Regions from separate parts of the Muntiacus reevesi genome. Here region 2 is linked to region 1. A link is a contact called in public Hi-C data. All regions are on one chromosome and are shown on one strand. The core of a region is the stretch at or near the end of the contact, and the rest is flanking DNA. Distances in the headings are between cores, read along the strand shown.

Region 1 (2,587 bases), core at 45-2,544:
GAGACCTGGGTTTGATCCTAGGTTGGGAAGATCCCCTAAAGGAGGGCATGAAAATGCACTCCAGTATTCTTGCCTGGAGAACCCCCATGGACAGAGGAGCCTGGCAGGCTACAGTCCATGGGGTCGCCAAGAGTTGGACACGACTGAGCGACTAATACCCTTCCCACTCACATACACTCACAAATACCCTTCTTCTTCACCCAAAAATACTAGGTCAGCTCTGGCGGCAGCTGTAATGGCTGCCTAATCATCTTATGCAGAGATGGTCCCGGGCGTCTAACAGGAGTTGAATTAAACATACTGTGTACTTGACTCCTCTTTGTGCAAGAAGGAACCTCGCACTCGCTGCAACCCCAGAGATGGTTCAGGGACCTCCGCACAGCTGTATTCACCCGAAAGCCCTCTTGAGCTCTGGTTCTCACACCTGGCTGCACAGGGGAATCGCTGGGGAATTCTACAACGGACCTGTTAGGTAGTTAGAATAGGAAAAATGAGCCCAGAATGGCGGTGGCTAAAACACAAGGAAGGGAAAAGTCCGCGAAAATAGAACAAAGGGAAGTCTGAGGACCAGAGTGAGGACCTCAGGTAGAACAAACAGCACTCCTGGCTAGCCCAATTTACATAGGGCAGGCCCGGGGGCGGGGGGGACTTAAGAGGAGCCAAAGGGCCGGAGCTCTCCTCCTCTCTCCGCTCTTCGCGCCCTTTGGATCGGCATTCCCTCACGCCCGGAAGATGTATTTTCCTTTATTTTCTAAATAAAACAGCTGTAACACGGAGTTATCCAAGGGTTTAACCTCCGTCGCTTCAAATTATTGCTGTTACGAGGCAGAACCGAGGAAATTACACACTCCCACGACATGCCGAAGCCTGGGTCCTAGCCCCAGGGCCTCCGATTTATTTGGTGCGAGGTGGGCCCTGGACACTGGGGTGATTTTAGGCGGCCCAGGTGGGGTTACACGCATCTGAGAGCTGCAGGGTGAGGACGTCCTTCCTTCTCTGCACCAGACCTGCACTCCGACCTCAGCACCCCCGGGGGCGGAGGGTGAGGCTCACCGAGCTCGGTACCCCTGCCCGCTCTGACAGAACCGATAAACTCAAATCGCTCTGCCATCCCCGCTAGGGGCCCGAACTCTACCTGGGCTGCGGGCGCTCTACGCCCCGCCGCAGCCTCTATGGTACCCTGCAGTCCTCTCTAGCACCTGGAGGACTCCCTCGCCTCCGGCCGGAGCCGGCCGCTCCCTCTCTATGGTGGCGGATTTCCCGGCGCCGCCCGCGGCGGGGTCTTCACTCCGGAAGCACGGCCTGAGCGGAAGAGAGGCGGGACTTCCCGCTGGCCGCGCCCCACGTGCTTCCGCCCTGCCCCGGCCGCGCGCGCGGTGAGTGTGTGGCGTGTGCTTTACGCCGGGGGCCCCGGGGGCGCGGGGACAGGCCCGGGCCGCGGGGAGAGGCTCAGAGCGCGCGGCGACCTCGACGACGGCGCCGCCGCTCAAGGGCCGTCGCCCCGGGCCCGGCCCCGCAGGGCCGCGTCGCATCGGATCCGCAGGGCCCCGCGCGTTCGTGCTGGCCGTTTGGGGCCCAGTTCCGGACGCCCCCTCTTCTCCCGGAGAGACGCCACCTCGAGGGGCCGGGCGTCAAGGCGCCGGGACCCGCTCTGCAGGCCCGCCGTCGCCGGCTCTGCGACCTTGGGCGGGGCCGCGTTCTCCTTCGGGGCCTCGGTTCCCACGTCCGTCGCGGGGTGCCTGAGCTCCCCGAGGTTAGCGGCCCCTCCTGGTCGAATGCCCCTTGCGATTCCTCCATGTCCTGCAGCCCCTGCGCCCGGAAAGCGACTGGGAGGGCTGGCTGCTGACCGTGATGTCCCCCTCCTCCCCCAGGAACTAGGAGGTCCGCAGGAGATCTCTTCCAGGGCGCACGGTTGAGATGGACCCACTCAGGGCCCAGCAGCTGGCCGCGGAGCTGGAGGTAGAGATGATGGCCGACATGTACAACAGGTAAGGCCGATCCTGCCGCTCCCTTGTCTTAGAGAAGGCTCCCGGGTCATCCTTTCCAAGGGCAGAGATGGGCGACTTCCGAATAATCTTCGTCTCAATCTAGATAATAAGATAAACTGAGGTCCATACTTACCTTCCCAGCACCCACCCCTACGCATGCATGCCTGGTGGCTCAGTCACCACCCCTTGCACTGTAGCCAGCCAGGCTCCTCTGTCCATGGGATTTCCCAGGCAAGAAGACTGGAGGGGGTTGCCGTTTCCTTCTCCACCCACCCCCATGGTTAAGGGCGGACTCACTAGAAGGACTTGGACATTGGGATTGGGATGGAATTGATGATGGCGGAGCCGAGCAGGAAGAGAAAGCCCAGCCCTGGCTCTGGTTGGGTTCTGGGCACAGTAGAGCAGTTAGTTGCCTTTTGACAGACCGCAAGTAACCCGTTTAGCAGTCAGCGTTTCTGAAGTGGTTCCTCCATCCCAGTCACGTGTGGAGCACTCTCTAGGCATGGTTTTTTAATACTCTCCACCGAGTTCCCTTGTCTCACTTTTAAGGTGAGGACATTGAGGCTCTAGAGGTTCCGTAGCTTGCTCAGGGTCCACAG
Region 2 (2,587 bases), core at 47-2,546, 210 kb after region 1:
GTGGAGCTGCTAAGAATTTCTTTCATCCACGTCCACCCATTTTCCCATGCGCTACCCCGGCCTGGTGGGCCAGCAGGTCCACTCCTGCGGCCCCAGCCCCCACACACACGGGTCTCCTTTGACCTTCCAACATGAACTCCTGACGGTCATCAGTGTCTCCCACACGCAGACCCGTTGTCTCAAGGAACAGTGTGAGGCGAGAGACCCAAATGCCAGGAAAAAAGAAACAGACCTCCGAGGTTTCTGTCCCGTTTTCCTGATTTGAATGACCGTGAGAAGGACAGAACCTGTGTCTCCCCCCAGGCATTGTTTCACGAACCTTTGTGTATACATGTGTGTATGTGTGTGCGTTGTGCACTTGCAAGAGGTGGGAGCCGAGAGGGGGTGTTTGGACCTCCCTGGTTCTTAAGCAACTCCCAGGATGGGTTCTAGGGCATGAAGTCAGGCGGATGCAGGGCACTGATGGTCTCGGACAAAGGGGAGTATTTCTGGCCCCTGAGGGGGTGGTGCCCTATGTCATGCTCAGAAAAGCCTCCTTTCTCTGCAGTAAATCTTCCCTGGAGGGGTATCTGCACCCGTTTCAGCCCGCCACCCGTTTCCCCACAGGGGCAGGGTCCCCCACCCCAACTCCCCGCTTTGTCCTGCACTCAGAGAGCGAGGGCTCCCCTTCCACGTTCTCACAGCATCTTGCCCAGCCCGTCTCTTCTCCACGCCCTCTCCGCCATCCACCTGGTCAACCTGTCACCGATTCCCTTGTCTCATCGCCTTCCCCTCCCTTCCCCTGGCTCCCCCGTCTTTCTGAGGCCCTGAAGAGTTGGCTGAAGGCAATGGGAAGGTGTGTGTGTGGGTGGGGGGGGGTGGTCTGTTCTCTGGCTGGGGCTGGGGGAGACGAGACAGTGAAGGGGAGACGGTGGAGGGGCCACAGCTCCCCTCCTCGGGGTGCATGGCCGCGGTCCAACTCTGGAGGGTTTAGTGGAAGAAAGAACTCCCCGATGATGGCAGCGGAGGCCAGTGCCTCGGATGGGGCCCCACAGATGAGGATGTTGCCCCCCCACAGGGGAGACACTTAGGCAGCTGGGCAGCAAAACTGAGGGGAGGCAGGGGAGGATGGGATCCGGGGGCGGCCCTTGGGGTCGCTAGGACCTCAGGTTTCTAGGTCCTGGGGGCCAGAGACTCACCCCACGAAGTAGGAGATGATGAGAAGCTGAACCGCTCGGTTGATGATCCCAATGGTCCAGCTCTTCACGACCACCGACTTGGTGGTCTCGTAGGTGAAGAAATCTGAGATGCAGTTCATGCTGAGAGAATGACCCCTCAGGAGAGACCCAATGGTGGACTCAGGAGGGAGGGGTCATCCGGATGGAGGCTGGGGGGTGGGGCGGCTTAGAGGGGGCTTGAGGAATGTGGAGCCTGTTCCTTTAAGTCAGGCAACCCTAGCCCCGGGGCTCAGCCTCTCTGCTTTCCACCCTCAGGTCTGCCAAGAGTCCAAGACCAGGGTGGGTGACCCCCTTTTTGTTGGTTTCCACCCCACTCCCCTGTGATGTCATGGCAGGGGTGGGGTCTCCAATCCCAGGCTCCTGATTGCCTGGGATGCAGCTGGCTGGGGCCCTCTGGGACTTATGCTTTATCTGCACTCTGTCTACCGCTTAGGTTCTGTTCTCTTGTGCTGCGTCTCCATCCCAGCTCACCAGCTGCTCCACGCTCTCCTGAAAGCCCCTTGTAATACCCCACCCCACCCACCCAGCAGCCTGCTTGAGCTGAGTTCATTCCTGTCTTCCTATAGCGCTCAATTCTACAGACACTCCCCTCTTTTCAAGAGCTGCCAGCAACAGCATGGGTTGGGGGTGGGGGGGTCCCCTGAACCTTTCTCCTGGCCTCACGGGAGAGGGTGACTAAAGAGTCACTTAGTTTCTATTTCCTATCCATCCTGGCAGTGGCTAAGGTTCTACTTGCAGCATTGCATTATAACGCTGGGTGTTTTTTGTGGGAGTTGTTTTACTGTCAGAGTATTGATCTGAATCATCTGTTTGATTACATGCTCTTGGAAGCCTGGAACTGTTTCCATCTTGTTTGCTAGTTTCCTCAAATCCTACCACCGTGTCGGAGCTCAATGCATATTTACTGAATCTAGTTGAATTTATGTTGCTAGAGAGTGTGGGAACAGCCATCGTCCAGAGGGTAACACCATGAGTTCAGGGAGCAATGGTGTGTTCACGTTGTGTCTTGTCCCAGAATCGAAGCTACTGGTGTAACCTCACGTCAGACTGTCAGAGAAATGTTGAGTTTCAACATTCTGCCCTAATGTCTCCATGCTCGACAAGTATTGTCAGTCATTCTGAATGTAGAGTCACGGTGAGGATGACAGAGGAGTGCTAGACTGTGGTAGGTAGATCTGTCTTCAGCTCTGTCGCCAACTGAGACCCCCGGGGCTACTGCCGTAAGGGCCTCAGTTTTCCCCATCTGCAAAAAGAGGTTGGAGTGGACAAACCCAGACATCTCTCCCAAGTCTGGCCGCCTCTGATTTTGCAAGATGCACCCTAGGACTCTAGAAGGTGGGGTTGTGGGGGTGGCTGGCTTCTGCAGTCCC

Evidence for each region. A called contact is a pair of places that touch in the nucleus more often than the background predicts.
Region 2: a Hi-C map of muscle shows a contact between it and region 1, with 4 times the contacts expected there. The contact joins the promoter of P2RX3 here to the promoter of TIMM10 in region 1. A contact is called at or near these places in 2 of 3 Hi-C or Micro-C datasets (blood and muscle).

What each region holds. Positions count from the first base shown.
Region 1 is chr9:3,241,638-3,244,224 of mMunRee1.1, forward strand. It overlaps TIMM10 (translocase of inner mitochondrial membrane 10), which reads left to right and starts at 1,295. Exons shown (of 3, transcript XM_065944461.1): 1 at 1,295-1,376; 2 at 1,872-1,988. The coding sequence starts at 1,918.
Region 2 is chr9:3,452,232-3,454,818 of mMunRee1.1, forward strand. P2RX3 (purinergic receptor P2X 3) reads right to left here and starts at 1,297. Exons shown (of 12, transcript XM_065945132.1): 1 at 1,179-1,297. The coding sequence starts at 1,297.